Regions from separate parts of the Mus musculus genome. Here region 2 is linked to region 1. A link is a contact called in public Hi-C data. All regions are on one chromosome and are shown on one strand. Each heading gives the region's core, a stretch centred on a gene start, on an enhancer-like site or on the middle of the called end of the contact. The rest is flanking DNA. Distances are from core to core; before and after follow the strand shown. Region 1 overlaps Gm20125 (predicted gene, 20125). Region 2 overlaps Gm32543 (a long non-coding RNA gene).

Evidence for each region. Hi-C and Micro-C count contacts between places; a contact is called where the count stands out from the background.
Region 2: a contact with region 1 is called in a Hi-C map of myocytes, with 1.5 times the contacts expected there. The contact joins two enhancer-like sites. A contact is called at or near these places in 1 of 484 Hi-C or Micro-C datasets (myocytes) and 1 of 9 other capture datasets (embryonic stem cells).

What each region holds. Positions count from the first base shown.
Region 1 is chr10:17,031,272-17,038,055 of GRCm38.p6, forward strand. The region is part of intron 1 of Gm20125 (predicted gene, 20125); the gene reads right to left. Among named protein-coding and RNA genes, the nearest start is that of Gm20125, 61 kb to the right of the region's middle. Within about 2 kb of position 3,855, at least 51 of the 459 cell types and tissues checked have an H3K27ac peak or open chromatin away from gene starts, as enhancers often do. A contact at or near this core is called in myocytes, where this site is marked.
Region 2 is chr10:17,525,555-17,532,338 of GRCm38.p6, forward strand. All of the region lies in intron 3 of Gm32543 (a long non-coding RNA gene), which reads right to left. Among named protein-coding and RNA genes, the nearest start is that of Gm32656, 130 kb to the right of the region's middle. Within about 2 kb of position 2,832, at least 39 of the 459 cell types and tissues checked have an H3K27ac peak or open chromatin away from gene starts, as enhancers often do. A contact at or near this core is called in myocytes, where this site is marked.

The DNA.
Region 1 (6,784 bases), core at 2,605-5,104:
CCATTCTTCTGTTGAGGGACATCTGGGTTCTTCACAGCTCCTGGTTATTATAAATAAGGCTGTGATGAACATAGTGGAGCATGTGTCCTTATTACATGCTGGAGCATCTCCTGGGTATATGCCCAGGAGTGGTATTATTGGGTCCTCATTTTCTGAGGAACCACCAGACTGATTTCCAGAGTGGTTGTACCAGCTTGCAATCCCACCAACAATGGAGGAGTGTTCCTCTTTCTCCACAACCTCGCCAGCATCTACTGTCACCTGAGTTTTTATTCTTAGCCATTCTGACTGGTGAAAGGTGGAATCTCAGGGTTGTTTTGATTCGCATTACCCTGATGACTAAGGATGTTGAACATTTTTTTAGGTGCTTCTCAGCCATTCTATATTCCTCAGTTGAGAATTCTTTGTTTTGTTCTGTATCCCATTTTTAATAGGGTTATTCGGTTCTCTGGAGCCTAACTTCTTGAGTTCTTTGTATATATTGGATATTAGCCCTCTATCAGATGTAGGATTGGTAAAATCTTTTCCCAATCTATTGGTTGCCATTTTGTTCTATTGACAGTGTCCTTTGTCTGATAGAAGCTTTGCAATTTTATAAGGTCACATTTGTCAATACTTGATTTTAGAACATAAGCTATTGGTATTCTGTTCAGGAATGGATACAGAAAATGTAGTACATTTACACAATGGAGTACTACTCAGCTATTGAAAACAATAAATTTATAAAATTCTTAGGTAAATGGATGGAACTAGAAAATATCATCCTGAGTGAGGTAACCCAATCACAAAAGAAAGCACATGATATGCACTCACTGATAAGTGGATATTAGTCCAGAAGCTCAGAATACCCAAGATACAATTCACAGACCGCATGAAACTCAAGAAGAAGGAAGACCAAAATGTAGATACTTTGTTCCTTCTTAGAAGGGGGAACAAAATACCCATGGAAGGAGTTACGGAGACAAAGTGTGGAGAAGAGACTGAAGGAATGACCATACAGAGACTACACCACCTCTGGATCCATCCCATATACAATTACCAAAACTAAACACTTTTGTGGATGCCAACAAGTGCTTGCTGACAGAAGACTGTTATAGCTCTCTCCTGAGAGGCTCTGCCAATGCCTGACCTATACAGAAGTGGATGATCTCAGCCAACCATTGGTCTCGGCACAGGTTCCCCAATGGAGGATCTAGAGAAAGGAGCCAAGGAGCTGAAGGGGTTTGCAGCCCCACAGGAGGAAAAACAATATGAACTAACCAGTACACACAGAGCTCCCAGGGACTAAACCACCAACAAAAGAGCACACATTGTGGGATTCATGGCTCTAGCTTCATATGCAGCAGAGGATGGCCCTGTCAGTCATCAATGGGAGCAGAGGCCCTTGGTCCTGTGAAGGTTCTATGCCACAGTGCAGGGGAATGCCAGGGCCAGGAAGTGGGAGTGGGTGGGTTGGTGAGCAGGGGAGTGGGAGGGGACAGGGGGCTTTCGAGGAGAAATTAGGAAAGGCGATAGCATTTGAAATGTAAATAAATAAAATATCTAATAAAAAATGAAAAAAAAAGAAAATGAAATGACATTTGCTTGCAGAACACAGCCATTACAATCAGGAATGCACAGTAGCTACTGATAATTGCACTTATAAGAATGAGAGTATTAGCAATCATACATGGACACAGGAGGGGACCAGGGGACCATACCCCTAAATCCAGAGCTACTTGCTACTGAACGATTTACAGAGGAGAGGAATCACTGTCTTCCTTCGCATGTGCACTAATGACACAACTAAACCCCAGCGGGTAGTTCCAATCTAATGGGCACACAGATGGCCCTGGTTAAACTAAAATGACTCACAAAATAACACCACGACCATCACTCTGGGAAAGTGACTGATAGAGGTGAAGCTGGATGTGCATGGGTGCGAGGTGGAAAGAAGTTAAGAGGTGTCGGGGAAACAGCAGCAGAATACATTATATAGAGGTATGAAACTGTCAAATAATAAAATCAATTTTAAAGGGCCCAAGATTAAGGTCCTATGTTTAGTTCCCAATAGTATATATGCGGCTATAAAGTTAGGCAATAATTCTTACCCCTTTCTTCTCAGTTTCTAAACTTACTCCGTGCTTCCTTTACTTCTTTTTCATTTCTTCTTCTTCTTCTTCTTCTTCTTCTTCTTCTTCTTCTTCTTCTTCTTCTTCTTCTTCTTCTTCTTCTTCCTCTCTCTCTCTCTCTCTCCCTCCCTCCCTCCCTCCCTCCCTCCTTCCCTTCTTTCCTTCCTTCCTTCCTTGCTTTCCTTCTTTCTGTTCATGATAGCTTTTCATATAACCAGCTTGCTTCAAACTCACTATGTAGCCAATGATAAGCTCTTACTCTCAACTTCTCCAAAGTGCTGAGATTCCAGGCACATGCTACCATGCCCAGTTTTATGAACCTAGTCTTTGTGCACTTTAGGCAAGAACTCTATAACTGAGTTACACCTCCAGCCCTACTTTTTTTTTTTTTTTTTTTTTTTTTTTTGAGACAGGGTTTCTCTCTATAGTCCTGGCTGTCCTGGAACTCACTTTGTAGAGCAGGCTGGCCTCAAACTCAGAAATCTGCCTGCCTCCCGAGTGCTGGGATTAAAGGCGTGCGCCACCATGCCCGGCTCTTCTTCTTTCCTTTTCTTCTTCTTCTATTAATTTTTAAGGAATTGAGAAGTTAAGAAGAGATCAGTCCTAATGATACATAGATAGATAGATAGATAGATAGATAGATAGATAGATAGATAGATAGATAGATAATAGATGATAGATAAATTAGACATGGAGAAAAAGAAGAGAGATAGAGATAGACAGAGATAGAGACACATCAGGGCCTCAGGTACCCTTTTGCTATTGAGTTCAACTTTGAGATTGCCGACTTGGGATGGACATGGAGTAGCCTGCTAAAACCTTACTTCCCACCTATATTTTACAATTCCTCAGAGAAATATCAGGCCATACATGTACTAATAGCTACATTTTTTCCATACTCGTAGTAATACTAAGATTCTATTAACATCCGTTCTCTTATGTTTTCCCAGTAAGACCCCATGAAATACATAATTCATTTCACCCTGCTGACCAGTGACCTAGTTAAAAACGAGGACAAATGTTTGGTTTTCTGTCCTTTGATGGCTTATCTTGTTTATCAGCTCTCATATGCCACTCTGATTAACTGCCAAATAATTATAATAATGGTAATAATAACAATAAAAATAATAAACTTTCAATCTGGTTGATAAACTATGTTCAATAATGGTGCTAGCTTCCTTCATTAGCTTTTATTCTACATGAAAAATGCTAAATAACACACTGACCTTTAAAAAGCAAGCCAAAGGATACATCAGGAAGTTCAGAGAGGCTCAGTTTCCGAAGCTATCTTTAGCCTCTAAATTCATTCTCGACCTAACATAGCTTATAATCACATTCATTTGTCCTTGCTTTGATAGTTGTAGCAGGCATGTGTCTTTTATAAGCTTCCTCAAATATTTTTGGAGCAAAGTGGGGTTATAAATCCAAGGGCAGTTTACTCATGCCCGAGTGCATTAAGAGTTAAAACACTGTAATTGCATCTTTACATGCAATGAATAAAGACGTAGCATGGAAGGAAGAAGGAATAATGAATGATGACAAAGGGTGGTTTTGAAGCTCAGATCTATTTTGGGGAACACAGAGATGAGCAGCTTGATCATCTGAACTTGCAAAGGGCAGAACATCAAGGTTATCATCTTCGCTGTTGGGAAAATGATTGCACAAGCTTTAGTAAGTGGCCCAGAGCAGGATCTGTGTTCAATGACTCATCTGAGAGGTGGCCCTTCCATTAGCTCCACAACTATAATAGTGAGACATCCATTTAATTCTGACTCACACTGTTAAATGCCATACACTGAATCACCAATCCTACTACATAAAGCGCCTGGCTTAAATGTCTCTATGAAATACTTATCCAGGCTGAAAAATATCCTCTGGGGCCTGAGAGGCACTAGACACTGTGGTTACAGCTAGTTGCCTTGGAAGTCACAAATGAGTTCAAGTTCACTGTCTTCCTGGATGCAAGATAAAGCCCAAATTGTCAGCACATTTTATATCCTTAGGGTGCTTTATGATCCTGCTTATACCTTTATTGTGTGTAATAAAATTTCTCAATAATCCTGTTTCTAGTAATTCTTACTTTTAAAAATATTTCTCTTGAGCTGAATGTTATCTTCCTATTTATGTTGTTTTCCAAAGGGGTGTTCTATATACAGGGGAAAAAAAGACATGCTACAAGGACCTTCAAATGAAATGTATTCACTAACTGTCCAGATGTTCACTTGGGTGTATGCATCATATAAATCTAAACTGATGAGAACAGTAATGGCCCAGCACAGTCTGTCTTACTTGGTGAACTCTGAGAGGAGAAAAATAAAAAATGTGCTGTTTTTGGAAGTTATGAATTTTAACAACTCAAGAAAAGAAAACACTTTTTGAATTTTATTGCTTTGATTTTGTGGACAATAAAGTTGACTTCCCACAGTGGTTTTCTTCCTATGTAACAGAAAACTTCATCTCTGCTTCAAAAATCAGATCCAAAGGTTTGCTCAATGATAAGGCTACGCTTGTAAAAAAAAATACCATAGCCCCAGAATACATTTAACAATATGACCACATGTTTTGTTACTTTTTTTTAATCCTCTAATAGATATATACGTCTTGGCATTTGCTCCCACACATCTCAAATGTGGGCAGATGGGAAAATCTCTGCTTCTTCCACATCCGAGATTTTACATAACATTATAGAAAACACCATGATGCACAGCTTCAGTTACTATGTGATGACAGATTAGCAAAATTAATCCAAACAAGGCACAGCCTCAACACGCCACAAAACTATTGAACCTGGGTTATCCAACTAGCTACTTATTCTGGTCAATAACTCTAAGTAGGAGTTCTCAGAGTTCATGCAGGAAGAGCAAATGGTGTTGACATTACACAGTGCTGGTCTTGTCTAACTTTTTGTTATTGTGACAGGAAATAGTCCTCTATAAAAGTGTTGGGTCACATTCATATATGTGTTAACTATGGCAGATGTGTGTTGAAGGCAACAGGTAGCACATTTCGTATGTAAAACATTTACCTTTCTTTATAGCACCTAAAGTGAAGAAACTCTGAAATCCTACACATACACTTGGAAGGACCTTAGATTTTTACCTTTGAAATATGTGTTGTCAACAAAGATATGGTACCTGGCCACCTTTCCCTGAAGCATAGCATTTTCTCTTTGTGAGTTTGAATGAGATGCTTGATCCTATACATTCAACTGCTTGAGTCATTTCTGCAGTAGGAGCCAAAGTTAATACCTGTTTGTTACCCACAATACACTAGTGCTAAGATATAGCTACCATATCCAAAATAGACGAATATTTCCAGAGATCATTATACATCATTAACAGCAACCACTAATTATTTCTACCTTCTGTTAATCACAAAACTTAGCTCTCTTGAGAGCATCAATGCATCCTGGTCTTATTCTCCTTGAGCATCTACAGTTATCATTTTTCCAACAGTTTTATAATTTTGGATATAAAAAGGAATAGCATCTATTAGAAAATTCCCTAGTGTGTATTTTTTTTTTAAACAAAGGCCTGAAAGAAAACTGGGACTATAGCCTTCTCTAGTCACAGTCTGTCCTGACCTATGTATTTGCCTTTGGCCACATCATACCCAGTTTTCTAAGGAACCTCTCTTAAGTTGTTCTTTTATAATTCTACTCCTCTCTGGCACCATCATGACTCTCTCAAACACAAGGCCAAATCAAGCATCTATTTCTTTCCTAACATTTCTACATTTCTTAATATGGTTCCCTCAGAAGACTGGTGAAAAGCAATTACTTCAACAGAACTAGAAACAGAGATTCTTCGTGGTACCGAAGAACAGCTTGGAATTTTCTTGGCTCAAGTGGGAGCATCAAGTTCAGCATTTGCAAGAATAAACATTCTTTTCCACAGAGTGCATTTGGTGTCATAACTTGGCTTAATTCAGGGAATTACCCAAATGAAAGGGCCACTCTGTGTTTTCATGCGCTGCCAAATTAGTACAATCATTTAAAATGTTAAATAAGAATTTTTGAAAGATTTCCTGGAACCACTGAAATAAATACCTTGAAAGGCTAGGGTTTATAATTTATCTTGTGGTGCTAATGCTAAGAATGTGGTTATAAACTGGCACAATAAAATTTTCCTGGATGAGGATTCACATCTTTGGGACAGTTTCAAAGGGGACTGCCCAAAGACAAAAAAAAAAAAAAAACATGAACAGCTAAGGCTATCCAGCTCAATTGCAGGGTGTGTTGGGGTCTCCTCATCTACTGCAGAAGCATTACATCCATCCGATCGTGGGATGCAAATCTCCTTTCCAGGACCACAGGCCAAAGAGCATCCTTATTACTTATAACTAAAGACCTCTTCAGGGGTTGCCCATCTCTGATGACATCAGGGCTCTTCTGAGTCTAAGTGAGCCTTCCTAGCAACTTCTCAAGTTCTTCACACTTCAACTTAGTAGACAGGTGAATAATTTGGGCATTTTATTTGAGTGCCCTCGTCTCCATGGCCCTTGAGTAGTATTTTGACTAGTTGATTCCCAGATTTGCTTTTCAAGAGCTTCCCACCATTTTCTTCTGACAAATCTTCTTATACAGTGATTTATTACTTAAGCAAAACTCACTAGTACTCATTCCTCATGGAGTAAGAAACTGGCCACCAAATGCTCAGGTTTACTTATGATGA
Region 2 (6,784 bases), core at 1,582-4,081, 490 kb after region 1:
GAGGTTTTACAGCCATGGTCTAAGAAGAAAGGGAACCAGCAGAATGGAATTTTAACTCAGGAGCAAGTCCTTGGGGTGAGGAGGACACAAGCACCCTGAGCCGTGGAGTAGGAGAAGCAGAGATCATGAGGCAAAAAGGAAGGATGTCAGAGATACTATGGTGAACTCAGGGCAGTGGAGAAAGGCCATGATGGAGTCAAGGGAGCATGTATTTCTCTTTCACTGTTGTCTGCCAACTTTCTATAATCAGGGATGGGTAGGAGGAATGATGTTAATACACAATGCATACGTGAAAGTCTCAAAATAATCTTTTAAGAAACCATACTGAAAAAAGGAAAGACTTTCCTCTGACTTCTATCCTCTTCCTCGCAGCTACCCTATACTACATAAAACTCTTAAATGTCTTTTGACAAGTTTGATCCTATGCACAGCTGCTGTGATTTCAGGAGTGCAGTGGCCATGGCAGGTCCAGAAAAAAATGGTTTAGCTCCAGCCCTCCCTGACCTCTGGCTCTTACAATCTTTCTGACCCTCTTTTAAGATGGTTCTTGAGCCTTGGGGAGGGGGCATGGTCTAGATGGCTCATTTGTAGCTGAGCATGCCACAGAAATCATTCTCTATAATTTAGAAGTTACAAATTTCTACATTACGCACCATCTGCCACACCTAGAAACTTCTATGATGAGGTCTGTGAGTGGCATTTTTCTACGTGTAAAGATATGAATTTAGAGGGCAGTTTGAAACTGGGTGGATTTAGTAAAATAATAGTGAGTTCACCACTAGAGCCTATGAACACCCAACCATGGGTTCTGGGTCATATTTACAGTATCAGACATGAATGTCTTCCTCCAAGTCATTGTGATCATCATCATCATCATCAATAGTTTTTATTTAAAGAGAAAAACAGAAATTCTACTTCAACCTTTAAGCTCATTTTCCTGGCTCCTCTCCCCTACAGTCGTTACTAGCCGACCCTTGACCTCCTGTCTCCAGCCATACTGGCCCTCTTTCCATGATTCCCACATCCTGTCTCACCTCTACTCTTAAAGCATATTGTTTGATGCAGACGTTTCCTTGTTTCTTTCTTCAGTGAACTAACTCGCATCAACCTTCCAATTTCTTACTTACCTTGAAGGTGGATTTGTTCCATCTCTTGTGTTAATCCATAGCAGCAGGTACTATTCTTGATGGCCATTTATCAGATCTGTGATCTTACATCTGTTTGTGTAATTGTTTGTTTTAAAGACTGTTTTTTTTTTTTTTTCTTCAAAAAAAATTTAGACTTTCAGCTTTGGGAAGTTTATTCTAGATCTACCTTGAATTCACCTCTGGGTTCCATTAGCTTTGTCTAGTCAATGGCACATAGCAGGTATTCCCTAAGGCTATGTCAGTGAATGAATGAGTGAATGGATGGATGAAAGAATGGGTGAATAGATGGATGGATGAATGAGCGAGTGAATGGATGGATGGATAGATGGATGAGTGGATGGATGGATGGATGGATGGATGAATGAGTGAGTGGATGGATAGATGGATAGATAGATAGATAGATAGATAGATAGATAGATAGATGAATAATGAATTTTGAGGAAGAAAGTGAGTTCTTAGTAAGGGAAGTTTAAAGGTCAGCCCCTCTTCATTGGTGTGGGAAGGATGAAGGAAAGTATTATTTGTGTGCACCCAGTATAGTTCACAAATGGTGGCTGGACCGCAGTAAGGGGTCGCCTGCATTCATTTGAAAGTTAAAATGTTGACACAGCTCCGAGTGTTTTTCCATTCTTCCCCTCCAGTTATCCTCCCCCCTCTTTCATAGGTGATTTATTCTGAGAGCTTTGGACTGAGTTTTCTTTTAAGTGCAATTGAAAAGACAGGAGGTTCTGTCCTCCTGTAGAACACACACTTCCTCTCTCTAAAGGAGAAAAATTCTTAAGAAACTAAACAGTGCACAGAACACTGGGTTTAGAAATGTCAGGGAGAGGAACAAAGGAATCAAAGCAGAAAGTAGCAGTCTTGCTTCCCTTTCAAGGTTGCAACTAAATGACAACAGATGAAGAAATAAATGTGTCTAATTGTAAAGTTTGTAGAACTTGGAGGGGGGAGTTGCTTTGAGGAACACTTATTTTCCTAAATGCCTCTGCTGTGCTAGGGCTAGCGTCCTACATCTTACTAGGGTTTTGGGCTACTGGCCTTAAGGAGTTAACATGGGATGTCTTGACTTTTTTAGTACTCATACTTTATCATGCCCTGAAAAAAAGCAAAAAAGAATTGCTCATAAGGGGGAAAAATGGTCTCCATTGTTACACTTGCTCTGGCCCCAGCATCTAAAAATACCAAATACTAGGATTTCTACAGCAGGTGATTTTTTAAAAAGAAAAGTAAAAAAAAGTAAAAAAAGAAAAAAAAAAAACCATAAAGAGAGACTAATTTTTTAAAGTCTAAATGCAGCCAGTAGAAAGGACAGAAATAAAGAGGCATCTCTCCACGTGACCCTAGCTTACATCAAACCAGGCACACGGTTTGCTGGGAGGGCTTTTTCTCTCCATTTCCCCTCTAGGTTTAAAGAGAAAGTTTTTTTCCGGGGTATAATGGATGTGAGTGTGCTCTTGGCAACCTTCTGTCTACAAGCGGTGTTAATTTTAGCCTGATATTCATGTAAAGCACATGGAGAAACTTAACATTACTCACCAGTGCTTGCTGGAAGCCTAAGATAGCCTTCAAGTCTCTGAGAAAGTATGTCCTGTTTAATAAGAGTCCCCCAGCCAGTGCTGGTGTCAGGCAAGGTGGCTGGGAACTTGGACAAGGTTGCAGCTGTTGCTGGGCTAGGCTGTGGCTGCTCACTTGGGGTACTCCCCTTTTTCCTGGTCAGCCTTTCTTTCCTCTTTGATATGTACTCCTTAGTTTAAATACACATTTCAAAACACTTCCTTTGTCCTCTGTAAAGGAAATTGATCATTCCTTAAATGTATGCTTTTAATTGACTTCCTCCTTCCCGGCTAGAAAATTAACTTCTGCTCTTCTCTTATTTGATCTGTTAAACAGGGCATGTGACACCTTCCAGACAACAAGATTTAATGAGATCCTAGACACCCGAAGGAAGACTTTGCCTGGGAGAGTAACCATAGTCCCACATTACTTTAAAGATACAGCAATCAAACTCTCGATTGAATTCTACCCGCAAAGTGTATTGATTGACGTGGCTGTCCATAACACTGAAACAGCTAGCTATTGTCTCATTTCTCTCTGCCAGTTGCAAGGTACTCTTAAAAAAAAAAATCAATTGTCTTCCCCCTGTGCAGCGATGCCAGGAGTGAGTACCTGATGTCTGGACCGTGGATGTATTTATGTGGTTTTAGTCTCATACCAGTTGTTTCTCATTGCTATTGCAATTGAAAAAGCTAACATTTGAACTGAAAAGGGCCAGTCATGTCTGAGAGTGATCACGCCTGTGCAGTTCCCAGCCCATTTCGGGGAGGGGATTGTTGTTCCTACAGCTTGCCAAGCTGCCACCTGGGCAACCAGCTTGGTGACCAAACAGGTGATATGGTTCTCACAGCTCCGGAGAGAACACGCCCAGCCCAAGTCATTTCTACACTGCAATTCCTTGGCTTCAGGTGATTTATATTGTGCTGTTTGTGGTAGTGTTGTTCCAGCCTGGTGTGCAAAACAAGCCCTGCAATCTCAGGATTTTCTCAGTCTCATAGGTGGGGCTGACTTTTCAGAGAGAGGCAGTCCTTGAGATCCCAGGATGTGGCATAGCTCTGGCTTCCGGGGAATATTTACAGCATATTATTTTCCTAGCAAGGAAACACTCTAAAATTTTCAATAGAGATATTCCTTATGGGTAGTGGGGATGGGACTTTTGTGACCCATCCCCCAGATGCCCTCCCCCAGTGTCTCACTGAGGCACAGGAATGTCTGGTGGCATAAAAGACACATACCCTTGGTGCACGTTCACTCTGGTTTCCACCAAAGGGAGACTTCTTCAAGGAATTAGAGATTTTTCTTAGAGGTCAATTTCACTGAAATAAATTAATTAGCAGTCTTTCACAAATGTTTTCTTTCTTTTCTCTCCCTTACTGACATTCTGGCCTGTTGTTCAGTTTTAAAACATGGGGACTTAGCCCTCTGGCCTTTGCCTACTTTTTTCTTCTTCTTTAAACCATAATTTTTTATCATGTATTTGGTTTGGCTTTTAAGTCGATCACTTAATATGTTGGTAATAAAAGGTCATTTGAGCAATAGAGATAGGGTAAATGAAGAAAAATAGTGCTTGCTGAAAGGGAGAGACTCAAATGACGTTGCAAGATGTGTTACTTCAGCACACATGACATTCTCCTATGTCCCTATGTGATGTCTACTTTCCTTCCTCTCTCACTGAGGTGACACATCACAGGTGCCCCACTCAAAGACATCACAAAAGACAGAGTTATCATGAGCTAATTACAGTTCTTGAAAATTACCTCTGTGCTTAGCAAATATGCATTTTTTTTCCTCTGCTCATGATGAAGAAGTTGGCAGTTTAAATAAAAAACACTATTTAAAGTAACAGAGTACAGTTATGTAACCTTTTCACATAAATCACACAATAATTCTTTGTGCTTTGTGGAGAAAAAAAAGAAGGAAGAAAAAGACTGTAGCTCTTATTAAGGTTTATTTATATAATAATCATTTATGCAAAGGGAATTTTTGCCTTCTTGTAAAAGTGAGGTGTCTTCTTTTTCTGGAAGTTACAAGTTGAGGCGGGAACACCATCCAGCCACCACGTTAAGTTCTACACACCACGGTACTCACGACTCAGTTCAAGCAGTGTTTGGTGTTACTACACACCTTACTTCAAGACAAGTCAAGAAGTTGCTTCACAGACAAACAATTTCATAGGGGAATAGTCTGGGCTTGGTAAGTAAATGAAACTATGGGATATAGTTCCAGTTTAGTGCCCAGGGATTTTTTTTTGCATCTCTGCACCACCTGTAATTACCTTTCTGAGATTTATAAGAATGTCATTCCTTCAACCATACATACATCATGAGCAATGAAGCGGAGGCATGTATGGGACCAGGGAGGCGTTTTCTTTTCTCCCCTGATTCGGAATGGCATTCTTCCATTGAGTCCTAATTCCCTAGTCCATCTTCCTGCCCACCCCTTTTTAGTTCTCCTTCAATGCTTTTTTCCCAACTTAAACCCAGTAGTAATAGTCTCTCCTTGTTCAAACATCTCATTTATATTTTAAATATAGTCTCCATGTAAAATGCTCAGACACTAAATCAGTCTGATCGTTGGCAATCCACGCCTTGAGGGGTCTCAGAGCTTAGGAGGTTGCTACCTGCTAAGCCTGGCTCGAACTAACCTATTGAACCCACTGTCTGTGAAGACCACTCCAGAAGGAGGAATCCTTCATGGAGATAGAACTAACAGAAGGATTTCATTGGTCAACTGTATCTCCTCTGATCCTCACTGAACTATTGGGATTCTGCAGACAAAGAGGCCCACAAGGACTTCCTTGTGAGTCCTTATCTTCATTGAGATGCTGACCCAACTTTTAAAAGCCCTCTCCATGGAAAATTCTGGGCTGTACTCCAAAACCAACCGGGAGGAGGTGGCTCTCTTAATCAGTGGCTATGTTCCATCTTTATATAAACAGGTTAAGCCAGCTGCCAGGGCCTCTGTGACCAATTCCAGCTCGCATTACCTTTGGCAGGAAAGATGGGCCAACCAAAGCTACATTATGAAAGCAGAGACCTCCACCTCTCCCATGTTAGGGCAAGAGACCTCAACGCTGTGCCACATGGTCAGAGTCACCAGTAATCTTGCTCTTGGTCCCCAAATGAATAGATAAAATGTGTCTGCTCATTGCTAAAATGCTTAGGATTCCACCAACCTAGTCATGGGGTGTGGCTTGGTTAGTAGAATGCTTGACTACTGTGCACAAAGTCCTGGGTTTTATATCTTGGATCATCACATAAAGCAAACAGAGTGGCCTATGACAGTAATATCAGCACTTGAAAGGCAAAAGCAGGAAAATCATTAATTCAAAATCATACTTGGCTACATGGCAAGTTGCAGACCAGCCTGGGGAACACGAGACCCTATCTCCAAAACAAACAAACAAACAAACAAACAAAAAACATACAAAATTACTAAGCTGACAATGTCATGTTTTAAAAAGGAAAGAATAAAGTTGTGTCAACTATGATTGACACAAAATTATTATGAAGTGCATATTACTAATTTGATGGGAAACTAAAAAACTAAAAGAAGCCCATTCTTGCTATATTGGAATATGTGCTATGTCAAATTTATTATCTGATAATACAACCTTCCCCAACCAGGTCCCCTATGAAGGGCTGCCATTTTCCCAGTATGGATCTCAGAGTGTCAGCGTAAAGAACCAACAAATAGAGCTGAAGGGCTTGTTACATATACATGAGGATCTGAGTTCAGAACTCCAGCACCTGAATAAAAAAGTCAGGCATCAGGAAAACTGGCCCTGCTCCTCATCTGGGCAGCATGGGAGACCTGGCTCTGATGGCATTGTTACAGGAGAGCCAGCCCCTCCCCTCACCCACTGCAGCACTCTGGTGGCACTGGTAAGGGTGAGCCAGCCCCCAAGGGTGTGAGAGCAGAAGAGATGGCCCTGCCCCTCACTTGGACAAATCAAGAGAGCTGGCCCTGGTGGTGAGGGTGCAGGAGACCTACCTGGTGGACTAACCAACTCAGCTTCCATTCAAGCCCAGATTCAGGACTCTGAATTTGCCCACCCCAACATCCACCCCATCTAAGAAGCT